Regions from separate parts of the Triticum aestivum genome. Here region 1 is linked to region 2. Evidence: chromatin contacts called from public Hi-C data. All regions are on one chromosome and are shown on one strand. Each heading gives the region's core, a stretch centred on a gene start, on an enhancer-like site or on the middle of the called end of the contact. The rest is flanking DNA. Distances are from core to core; before and after follow the strand shown. Region 1 holds the start of LOC123130362 (lichenase-2). Region 2 has its middle 230 kb from the start of LOC123092442.

The links. A called contact is a pair of places that touch in the nucleus more often than the background predicts.
Region 1: a contact with region 2 is called in a Hi-C map of leaf, with 5 times the contacts expected there. The contact joins the promoter of LOC123130362 here to the enhancer-like site in region 2. A contact is called at or near these places in 1 of 5 Hi-C or Micro-C datasets (leaf) and 1 of 1 datasets of contacts at active chromatin or transcription factors (leaf).

Annotation. Positions count from the first base shown.
Region 1 is chr1B:447,366,429-447,372,514 of IWGSC CS RefSeq v2.1, forward strand. LOC123130362 (lichenase-2) reads right to left here and starts at 3,273. Exons shown (of 2, transcript XM_044550279.1): 1 at 3,036-3,273; 2 at 1-418. The coding sequence starts at 3,108.
Region 2 is chr1B:446,726,183-446,732,924 of IWGSC CS RefSeq v2.1, forward strand. No RefSeq gene overlaps it. Among protein-coding and RNA genes, the nearest start is that of LOC123092442, 230 kb to the left of the region's middle. Within about 2 kb of position 2,314, at least 6 of the 8 cell types and tissues checked have an H3K27ac peak or open chromatin away from gene starts, as enhancers often do. A contact at or near this core is called in leaf, where this site is marked.

The DNA.
Region 1 (6,086 bases), core at 2,023-4,522, 640 kb after region 2:
CTGTACACGCCGAGGATGGCCTGCGACACCGACGTGGTGACCTTGATGTGGCCCAGCCCAGCGGAGGCGAGCGCGCCCTGCACGTTTTTCATGGCCGGGACGAGGTTCTGGGTGGCACCGCCGGCGACCTCGTTGCCGACGCAGACGTACCGAAAGGAAACCTTCGGGTAGGCCTGGATGTTGCTCCTGACCCACGAGGCGGCCGCCGCCGGGCTGGCGGCGAGGTTGGAGAGCACGTCGTTAGGCGCCCCGACGACGACGTTGACGCCCGTACCGCCAACGGCCTGCAGCGCCGCCTGGTCGGGGGCATATAGCCGCATGGAGTTGATACCGTTGGACTTGAACATGCTCACGACGGTGCTCGCCGCCGGCAGGTTGTTGGCGCTCATGCCGTAGCACACCCCGATGGACTCGACGCCTGCGCGCAAGGTACATGTAACTTTGGTTAGTTAACATTCAGAAAACTAATTATTACAGCTCCATAAAAAATTATTCACACCAAGCTAGCACTGTTCCATTGCCATAGAGAATTCCTCCCCGTGATGACATGTGATGGAATATAAAAAAGAAATGGAAGAGAAACCAATAAGCAAGAATGGCGGCGATGCATGAACACACACACACAGAGCAAGCCTTTTGACCTGTTGGCGAGGGATAATACTAACTCCCCGAAAAGGACGTTTAACTGAAATCTTGTACGCATGCATGGATGCATGCGTGTAGCTTCTGGCTTTGCATGTTTTTTATCTCTTTGTCTCTAGACTTTGGTGGCTGATTCGCGACTTAAATAATGTTTTTTACAGTCACGAGTTGGTGTCAGACGCACGCACACGGCCGAGGAACATTGCTATTTTCACGGCCGGCGCCTTGACCGACTTGTCACTAGCCACTAGCTACCACGAGCAAGGAGAAAAAGGAACTGGATAAATATATATCTTTGGCTACTCGTGTCCGGAGGGACAACCTTAAAGGAAGGAATGAACTTTGACTAGCTTCCAGTGCAGTGAATCTTTTACCCTAGCTGATTTGCTTGGTTCACCAACTAACTCTACCCTAATTTAGTGAAGTGTCGCACTTGAGAGTTGGTACTGACGTACTGTGCATCAATTATGCAAGTTTTTTTACAGTACATGTACTCTTAAGAATGCAAATGGTATGGCATAAATTGTGTAGTACTTGCACGGCTAGCTAGTTGGATTTATTAAACAAGAGGACCAGGAATATTGTAGGGGGGTAGAGTAGAGGTCGACCACACGTACATGGCAATTGGCAGGAAGCCTAGAAATGAATACATGGAGAGTAGAGACCTCATGCATACATACATGCTGGGACAAATCAAGTTTCTGGTCCAACGTCCGCAGCACGGCCGTTGGATAGTCCACATACGATCGATGTGGATCGGCATGGCGTGCATGCATATGCATGGCCCTCCGGCTGCGCCTAGCTGCGGTCCAATTAACGGTCTAGCTCACGTGCCTGACAAAGTACTCCATATAAGTACACGCCACTTAATCCCCCTCTTAACTTCCTGCTCTATCAAGTGCCAACTACTACTAGCAGTACCACTACTACACTGACCTACTTCCTATGCCATAATTCTTTTCAGGCAGACCAAACTTGGAAAGGCCAGCAGAACCAACACCTGGGTCATAGAGTTAGTTAGTGGCTAGTGATCGGTGGCGTCATGTACCATAGGTCGATCAGTTGCACTTTGAAGATAGGATGCAAGTGAGTCAGTTACTATAACTAGCAGCCGGTGCAATCATTTTCGTTAAACTTAAAGAATGGAACAGTGGCGGTACTGGCTAGCTGAAATGATCGAGTAGGACCACTGGACTGGCCGGTGCCGCATCGTCCATCGCTGAAAAAACGTCAAGATGAGACCGTCCGCGGACCAAAGGAAGAAGAAAAAGATGGTTAGCGACGGGTGGTTCAGCAGTAGTTGCACCCAATTAATCAGGGAACAAACCACCAATTTAAGTGGTAGGGCTCGTGTCAACAGTGCTAGGGCGACACTGTCAAGACATGCATGCACAACTTTGCATGCAGGGAAGAAGAAAAACTTTCTAGGTGATTAACATGGCACTGGAGAAAGGGACACTGGCTTAGCTACTTATAGGTCGTTAGTTAAACCTTCTGGCTTTGTAAAAAAGATGGCTAACTGACATGCATGCCCACCAAACATTTCGAGACTTCATTTGCAAGCTTTGGCTTTTGCTGCTTTAGTGTACGATCAACTAGATTGATTTATAGTTAAACAGTTGAAACTACCTAAAAATATCCTTTTCATTGCTTTTAAGATATTAACTTCCTCGTGGAAAACCTAGAAGTACCTCTTTCAATGTTTTACGTATTATCTAGAAATTATCATTTTCGTTACTTTAAACATATTAATTTCCCTGCGGAACACCTACTTCTTGCAACGTTTTCTTCCCTGGAAAAAACACAATGAAGGTCGATTACACGTGCACTTTTATCTTGGTGCATGCGAATCATATATTGATGTATATATATACTCTGCAGCAAATTCCAAGACTCCTGATTATTTTAGTGAAAAACGATTTTTACAAAATTTACCGTATCTAGTTTCCAAAAAAATATGTATGAAAAGTTACTGTGCTCCCATGCATGACGGACGCTTTAAGATAGAGAATGAGAGACCGGCGGACGCCGATTAGGCTTCACCATGCGACTGATGGCGCGGGAAGAATAAAACGCAGAACGAAAGCGACATGCACCTAAACAGTGTACTGTGCATCTCAAAAAAGAGGAAGCTATACTGTGTGACGTTGGTGGGAGAGATTTATGTGACCATGCGTGCACCATGGCTAGCTACCTTACCTAGCTAGCTAGCTAATTCTTCTCTTAATGAAAGCTAAGATTAACGTACGTATTACCATCTTCTAAACAAACTCCCTGCACGACTTGCATGAAAAAAACTGTACCCAATCATTTGGAGAGAGAGAGAGAGAGAGAGAGAGAGAGAGAGAGAGAGAGAGAGAGAGAGAGAGAGAGAGAGAAGGAAGGGGAATCACTTTGTGGGATGGAGGCGAAGGCTCCGAGGAGCAATGCCAGAGCGAACATGGAGGCAACACCTTGGCTCGCCATTCTCTTTCTCTCTGGCTGCGTTGGAGGGGGCGTGTGGGTGTGATGCCAAGAGTCTCTCAAGCTCTTGTTGTTTCTTTTCTGGTGAGACCACAACGGGGTGCCGGCCCCTTATATAGGATCCGAGGAGACAGTTTGGTCCAATCCACTCGGGAGCGCGCAGGCCCAACGCCTCCAGCGACATTTATTTAGCCCGTTGCGATTGACTACCTAGGCCGTTTGCATGCGTCACCCCCTTCTCATAGAGAGTCTGGTGGTGGGCAGAGGTTATCCGGTACACCAGGTTGTTGTTGCAGGTAGGCAAGAGATTCCCCTTCCTTCATTCATTCATAGTAGCACCAAACAACTTTTGAAAAATAGTTTGAATTTTGGACTCCACCCATGATGTACCATGAAAGTGAAGTTTCTAGGTCAATGACGGGTCGCGCGGCTTTGGATATGTTCACGTCTTACTCAACGACATTCGGCGGCGGTTTTTTTTACGGGAAGACCGTGTTCGGTGGATATCCGACATAACTTACGTAAGAAGAATTGACACCACGGAGTCTTGTTTGCGACAAAAAAAAATATATTTGAAGTTGACATGACTTACGTAGGAAGAACCGGCGCTACGGTTTTGTCGGCTTCGATGTTCTTTTTATCATGAAGTGACATATATACAGAGGAAATGATATTTTAGTAATGAATATCCACGGTCAATTTAAAGAGATTTGGAGTACTACATCAGAAGCCTTTTGTCACCCTACCTTTTACTACCTAATAGTGGGATCTATATTACTCTTATTTCTACATATAATTGTTTTTGTGGCTATATTGCAAGAAATCAATAGTATGTGTCATAAGAACATTTGTGTTTTTGGTGTACCTAATTAATTTACATCTTTGTCAAACGGACCACAGAATTACTTGAACCACTTTAATTAAGCATGGCCGTATACTTTTTTCAAACAAGACCTATTCCACTAAACTTTTGGACTTGTCGTCTCGGAAGAGAAGGTATTGAGCTCATCAGCCTTACAATTGAAAAGATGAAGAGGAGCTTTATTAGGAATTGCCATAGAAACACAACACCACGACTTGTCTAAGCGCACCATACAAGTGAGCTTTTGGCGTAAACACGCATGGTTTTCCCCTGTGGCATGGTGTTGCAATAGCCTCGACAACAAACTAAGTACTACGTCTCTCCCTCCCAATCCTAGTGATCAGGTGGGATATCCAGATCCGGCCGTTGATAGTTCTTTTACATACAGTATGTGTTGCTATCAGTGGAGTCCGGCCGGCTATGCAACTGCTTTCTAGCTAGTATGAGTGCTAATGACGAGATAATATTAGGTGCACCAAATGTGTAGATTACAGTTAATACGAATATAAAAACTGTACGATGACTCGGGACATATTTAGGTGCACGAATTATTCGACCGGACCAATTGTATTTAAGAACCGGTCGTGTCTAGGATTAGCTAGCATGCAGCTGGTCTGCTTGGACATATTGGTTTGGGTTAACACATGCATATGGATGATGAGAAATTTCCTATTGGTGGCTTAGCAGCCCAACTTTTTGACACATATAAGCTGGGCTGCCCTCTTTTGGCACATAAATTGAATTGGTCCTATATGCTAGCTAAAATGGTCTTCTTGAGACATGCGTTTTGTAGCGAGTTGTATATTGATCAACTTGTGGTTATGATGATGCTTCCAATTAGTACCGTGCATGTAGCCAAGTTAGTTTCTGGCACATCATTGGTTTGGAATTTCCACTAGAGATGCCTACTTTGTCCTGATTTATTCCAATGATTAGCAACCTTTTTTTTAAACAAAGGAGGGTTAGCAACTTACCACCAGGATTACAGACTCTCAGGCTTACCAAAACCTGAAAGTCCAAACCTATTTATCTGATACAAACCAAAAAGTACGTAATTATCTGATATGGTTGAGAATACGAGAGTCATCTTCGATCGATGCGCACATGTGCACATTTGACTTGAAACCTTTCGCTTTGCTAAAAATCGGTGTTCACCGAATTTCGAAAGGGACCATTATATTGTGGTCGAAATCACACATAGCCCACAAAGGAACCTAAAGAAGAAGAAAGCACCCACAACCCACATGTATACACCCCACAAAAAAAAACATGTATACAGCCAGCTAAGCAACAACATGCTTTTTTTTTGCGGGTGAAGCAACAACATACTATGTATGTAGTACAACTTAATTGATCGGTGCCTCCCAACAATTTTGGTTTGATGGAGTTGGTTATCTTGCGCTTTTGCTTAATCTGGCCTATGTGGACACCGATTTGCAAGGTCACCAGCACCGGCCCCGCGGCCTTGTCCTACCCCCATGTATGGATGGATGGGAACCTGCTTTGCCTCGTCGGATCGGACGGGGAGGGCCACATGGAAAAGTGCACTCTATCCATATTTCCCCGGGCTTATGTGGACGCAGGGGAACAGCATGTCCTGTCAGGGATCTGGCGCGTGCGTGTCCTCCAGGATACATGTGTGTTTCATCCTGCCTAGCTACCTGACCTGGCCGGCCTGATCATCATCATCATCATCATATCAGGCTGCTTAGGTGTTGGTTTCATCCGTATGATGATCAAGTCCCTGTCGTCGTAGTGGGGAGAGAGTGGTAGTTAATATGTGTGGATTTTAATATAATGCTGTATTCGTTTGTGGGCATCGTGTCCTCTTTTTTTTTTTCCCTTTTGGATCAGCATCGATCTAGTCATCCATCACTTTGCTGGAACGGAAATGCTGATTGAATCGGTTCCCTGTTCAACTGTGCACTACTTGCTCAAGAAAGATACGTAGCTGATATGTATGGAAACTGCAGCAAACTACCGGTACAGAGGAGGATATATCATAAAAACATTTTTTTTACATTTTAAATATTTTGCATTTTCATACCGACAAAATCATGCGTTGCAATAAGAGTATTTACAAAGACAGAAATCTTGAACCTACAGTCAAATTATTACG
Region 2 (6,742 bases), core at 1,064-3,563:
TCTTTCGCGAGATGTACGGCCGTGCCTCTTGGAAACGAAAAAATACATTTTTTTTTCTTTTTCTGTGAGAGGCACGGTTTTGCTTCCGCGAGAGGCACAGCCGTGCCTCTCAAAAACGAAAAAAACACATGTTTTCTCTTCTTTTTTTGCTTTCGCGAGATGCATGGTTTTGCTTACACAAGAGCCATCATTTATCTAGCACGAGAACCACGGCCGCGAGTCTCGAAACCGGAAACTAACGTGTTTTCAACTTTTTTTCGTGAAAGGCATATTTTTTCTTGCGCGAGAGGCATGTATTTGCTTTCAATTGTGCCTCTCGGAAACGGCTTCTGAAAAGGAAAAAAAGGTGACCCCGCTCGGTTTTTTCACCCGGCTTTTTTCCTGCGGTTTTTCTTCATGAAAAAATGTTTGTCAAAACCTATCAACATGGGATCTCATTTTGAAAATCTTGATGCAAGGAAGCCAATGGTGAAAACGGTTCGAGGTTTAGAAGCCTGGTTTAAGAGATAAAACATTTTGAATTGAATAAATAAAACAAAAATATGCAAAAGAATTCACAAAAACAATTAATTTAAAAAAATTGATAAACGTTCGTACCAATTGAAAAAATTTACGATAATGGAAAAAATTTGTTAATTAGAAAAATGTTCACGAATTTGAAAAAGAAAAAAGCTGTCAAAAGTTCATCAGTTTTAGAAAATAGTTCCAAAAGGTTAATTGATTTTAAAAACCTTCATAGATTTTGAATTAAAAAATCAAAAATTTTAAAATAGTTCACCGGGTTACGAAAAAAGTTCATCAATTTTGAATTAAAAAATCTTGAATTCGAAATTAGTTCACCTGGTTTTGAAAAAAATGAACGGATTTGAAGAAAAATCACCTATTTTATTAAAAAAATACACGAATGTGGATAAACTTCCTTGAATTTTGCGAAAAAGTTCATTGATTTGAATAAAATTTCATAGGATTTTTCTAAAAAGTTCATCAAATTTGGAAAAAGTTCATAGATTTTGAAAAAACGTTCTTCGACTTTGAATTAATTTTCTTTAATTTGTAAAGAGTTCATCAAAATTAAAAAAGGTTCATCCATCTTGAAAAAATTTCATCCATTCTGAAAAAAGTTCACAAATTTGAAAAAAGATTCCATTGATTCTTAAAAACAAATTACAAAAATGGACAAAAATTGGCGCATTCGCAAAAGAAACAGAGAAATGATAAGAAAAAAGAAAATAAAAAGAAAAAAACTGTGGGCATCGCGATCTGTAGAGAGAATAATAGGCGAAAACAAAGTAAATTGTCCCATGCGGCTTCTTCTGCGAGTGGTTGCTGCGTTGTCTCAGGTTCGAATCCTTGACATCCCACCCTTTTTTTCAGTTTTAATGGAAAAAGAGAAAATCAGATGACCCGGCCCAAGCGCGGGAGGAGGGTGTGTGCTTCGAGCACTCGCTAGCAAGATGACTTTTAACGGGTGCCTAAAGCGCCAAATGGGGATTGCCGTAGGCCGGCCACACATGTGCGATGGCGTTTGCCTATGTCTCGCTATAAGCGAAACAAATGTCTACCTCGCCTCAAGCGAGCGCCAGACTGACCGGACCCGCGCGTGGGAGGCCTTAGGCCTCAAAGCGCTCTTTTTTCACTATTTTTTTGTAACATTTTGCTATTCGTTTGTTGCTTTCTTCTTTTACTTTTGTTTATATTGCCAAATATTCAAAATATACATATAATTTTTTTTCCTAATGTATAGTAGAAATGTACAATATATATATAAAAGGTAGAATTACAACCTGTATTTAATTTTTTTTTGCAGAAAAACGTGTATTCAGAAAATGTTATTTTGTATTTAAAAATTGTTATTTTGTAGGAGATGGCCAGACTGGTGAGATTAGGCATCAATCAAGTCGACTGAAACCAAGGACGCGTTACTCTCACCAGAGAAGAGACCACCCATCAGATTGCCAAGCCTTTTCCCCGTTAGGCATCCACCACACCAGTTAGGCAATTCGCGCGACTGTTGCAGGTCTCCTTTCAGCCCCATGATTACCCCGTAAATCCATGCGGCCACCGTTTGGTTTGACACTTGACAGGCGGAGGGTTCCGGGCTTAAACACCGGTCAGCGTCCGTCCCCGATCAGATGCGCGCGCGCTTTCCCGGCCGGTGGACGAGGACGCCACCCGATCGATGGCTACCGTTCGCCGATCAGGCCGCGCACGCACGCACGCACGCAGGCACATGCGGCCCAGCCTCCCTACCCGGAGGGCGGTCGACGGCGACGGCGACGGGCTCGGGCGGGCAATCATTGCGCTCGCGCCTCGATGGTCCTGGAGACCGCCACGGGGCTGTCACGGCAGCGGCGCGTGCTGTGCGGGTGCCGTGTCAGCCAGCTGGTGCGTGGCGCGGGGGGGGGGGGGGGGGGGGGGGGTCCAGGAGAGAGGCCGCAGGGTCGGGGGGTGGGGATTCGTTCGTCGACAGGCGGTGGTCGACTGGTCGCGTCCTTTTCCCCGCGCGGCTCGTTATGGGGGCCGATCTCGACGTGAGTTGAGATGAGGGCTTGAGGCGGCACGGCAAATCCGCCGTATCATCTTCCTAATTCCCATGATGTTGCTGTTCCTGCGTAGCTGGCTAGCGTGTGCCGCTTGATGGCCGGGATGGGACACGGCAACGCGCCGATGTGTCACCCGCCGGGAATTGTGGTTGCTACTTCCACGTTGCTTACAGAATACAGCTTTAAGCGTGCACTACTTACATATAAGTCATATAACATGGCAATTACACGTGTGTTGCAGCGGGGCATAAATATTATGCTATAATGGATAAAAATAGACTTTATCTATCGATTAAACCATCGCTTATTGGCTTATGTAATAAAATGAGATTTGATAGAGTCAATAAGATGTGGGGCGGTCAAATCCCTTTCGGGAAAATCGATGAAAAATGAAGATGAGAGGAGGATCAAAATAGCGAGGGGAGGGCGTGCTTAGAGAGGTTGGACAAAGCAAGCAGCAAAAATGGAACGCTACTTTCATAGAAGTAGAAGAAGATAACAAGTGTGATTGTTTCCTATTAACTGAATGAGGAGTATGGCTGTAAAACCAAAACAGTAAGAACGGTAGTAGTACTCCTCGGTAATGGTGTACTTCCCTCCGTCCGGTGAAAAGTGTATATTTGGCTTTTAAAATCTGTCCACAGAAGAGTACTTCTATCTTTTCAATGCCACAACAGAGCTTTGGGCCTGAAGAAGACTAGTGGGCCTTGTTCTGGAGAGTGTTCGTTCTCACGTGTGCGTGACACCTAGACTGGTAACATGCACACGTGACAACAAACACTCTCCAGAACAAGGCCCACTAGTCTTCTTCAGGCCCAAGGTTCTGTTGTGGCACATATTTATTTTGTATTTTATCTCAAAAAAATTGTTTCATTATTTATTTAAAATTAAATTTATTAGTATAATTTTAAGTTTTGGATGTACTAAATTCTAATGGTACATTCCTAAAAGTTTAATAAGGCACTTATTTTATATTGACTAATGAAACAAAAAAAAACTTCGCTGAAAAAACTAGGGTAAACAGAGTATGATATACATTGTTATGGTATCTTTCACCTCGCTATTCTGATTTGTCTTAACAAATCGTAGAGAGAATTAGTACATTTTAGAGGAAAAATGAATTATATCTTTTATGTATTGACTCGTAAAAAATTATTTGGGATTCTAAAATGAAAGAAATCATATTATCCACTAATAGTGGCCAAATTCACTTATCTCATTCGGAAGGACACCATCCTTATAACCATCCTTGACTGTATTTGTCTCCAGCATGACCAATTGATAAAGGGAAAAGTATATTTTTCGTCCCTCAACTCTTTTGAAAGTGGAGAAATGATCCCTTAACTTCAAAACCAGCAAAACTTCGTCCCTCTACTTTTAAAACCGGATAAGTTTAGTCCCTCATGCTATTTTAGGTGGTTTTCTTTCGACTTGGTGTGGTATTATGATATACACTACAGAAAAAAAAATGTTAGCGCCAGGGAAGGTTGCGCGCTGCCGGCCCCCATCGTGCTCCCGGTCGCCACTTACGCCGCCTCCTCATGAGCGCACAAGCAGAGCAGCAGCAGTGTGCGTCCTTCCGTGCCGGCTGCGACATATGCCTGTCTGACTGTGCCGATGGCGAGATCGTCCGTGTGCTAGCCTGCTCAACGGCGGCAACGCGACTTTTCGGCGAGAGTGAGCTTGCAGCGCTGGCTTGATGTGGTCCGCTCGTAGTTGATACTATTACATGTCGATGCATGTACGTAGCAAAAGCAAAGTAGACAACTAGCTTACGTATGCACGTTAATTGATCTAAGCTGGTTCCTCTCGGGACAAAAGCACCAGCCAGTGTTAGCTCTCAACTCACACTGATGCATGTCAAGCAAACAACTTGACGCGCGGCTGGACACTTGCAGCGACATGCATGCAGCTGCCGGACTCGACGCGCACGGTCTCCACACAAAATAGTGAGCTCGTGCCTTGCTAACTGAATGGGAAGAAAACAGGAAAAAATCAACCGACTAACTAATGATTCAACAGCCAGAAGCGCTTCAGGAAGAGCTTGCTTTATACACGAGCGAGCTAGTACGAGGCTAGCTTTGTACAGGAGAATGACCGTCAGTTGGGCGCTACCTCGGCCGGGAGGGATGGTGTCATGGCGGACAGCTACCGCGCAGAATCAAAACCACTGCACGTTGGGTAGAAAACCACCCGAAGCGGTATGAGGGACTAAATTTATCCGGTTTTAAAAGTTAAGGGACTAAATTTATCTGGTTTTGAATGTTGAGGGACTAAGATTTGCTGGTTTTGCAGTTGAAGGACCATTTGTATACTATCAAAAAAGTTGAGGGATGAAAAATATACTTATCCCATTGATAAAATATGGAAAAATAGGAAAAATGGCCGATACTACTGAAAGAATTCCTCTTTGACTGGTAGGTGCTATAGGTGGTATTCCTATGATCGTTTTAGCAAGCGTTTTCTTTTATGGATCATATTCTAGATAAGGTTCATCACTATAGTAATCGGAGGCACCATATTGGAAATTCCAAATTCCACGGTGCAGCACGACACAAAGCGATAATGGCAAACTGTGTTAACCATAAGTTCACACAAATACAACCGATTTTATAGTATCCGATATCTCAAACAATTCTACCTACCTCCAAAGAATGATGGATCAAATTAATTTGTGCCATACAAATCAACCGAAGTACCAAACCACATTATTAAGAAGATGAAAAAAAAGAAATTTAGTTTAGTAATGTACTACCTCTATCCTGGTTTATTGGTTCTTACTGTAATATGTGCCAAATTTTGATCATAAATTTAACTAACAAAATGTTCACGCATGTTATAAAAAATTATATCATTGACATGCACTAATATTTTATCAGTTAAATCTTTGATCAAAATTTAGCATTAATTATAAAAGGGGCTAATAAATTAGGACGGAGGTAGTAGTGCCGACCGAAGTACCCAGCTGACAGCTCTCGACATTCGTCACCACGTGATGGTGGAAGACGAATAAAGCTGAGCTGGAAATATGATACTATCACATGCTCATGCTCACGGCCGTCATACAGTTGGGCGATACGGTTATCCAAATGTATCTATACACATATCTTAAGCCAATTTGAGTAGCATACGCAATGATCGCATCCATCGATTGTCAACCGAAAATTTGGTTGCACAGCTCATCGAGTAGGCAGTGATGGTGCATACACCTATAATTCAATTTTTGTACGCCATGATAAGTAAACAGTCCCACCCCTCAAAGAATAAAAAACTCCGAGCTTCTTAATAAATTGTAATGAGTCGTCAGATTGATCGTGCCGAGCTGATTTCCCATGCAAGCAAAAGCACTACTGAGGTTTTTTTTTAACCAAAATATTTAGGACATGTGACATGTTGAATCACAATTTTAACCTGTATGTTAGGGCATCTCCAAGGTGGACTCATAAACCTCCCGCAACCGTCTAGATCACGGAAGCTATCCAACGCCTATCTCTATCAGTCCGCGGGGCGCTCCGGACGCGATTCTCTCGCAAACCAGAGACAAAAATTGGGGAGGTTTGCGGGAATCCGTACCGCTCCCAAGCCCGCTTCTGACCGCTCTGGCCTACCAAAAATCCGTCACCTGCCCTTCCCGCACTTTTCTTTCGACGCACGCGCCGCTTACCATGCCGCATTCAGGCCGGCCCAGAGCAAGCGGAGGCTGACATTGATACCACGATGTGACCGGAGGGAGGAAGGGCGGCGCTGACTGACGCGACCTCTCAACAACCGCCGCTTTAATGCAGATGCTGGTTCCCGAGGAACCAACTCCGGCCGCTGCACCACATTGCAGTGGCTGACTGGCCCTCCGCATGGCCTGGCCACGGCTATTTAAACCGCGCTCTGGCACCGTCCATATCGCATCCTCCCCCTCTCTCCTCCTCCTCACCGCATCCCCTCCTCCACATCTTTGGCAATGGGCAAGTCCTGGGCGTCGGCGCTGGCTGGCGGTTCTGGGGCGGGATCTGCCGGCTCGTGGAGACGCTGCCCTCGAACTCCGGGGCCGTCGTCCTCGCCGGCTGGCAGCGACTCGACACGGGCAGAGATCACATCTCCTCCGGCGATGAGAAGGATCAGCAGCTACCGCCGCCGTAGTCCACGCTAGTGGTGCCGGGCCAGGTCTACACTGGCACCGATGCGGAGTTCGAGGAGCTGATGGA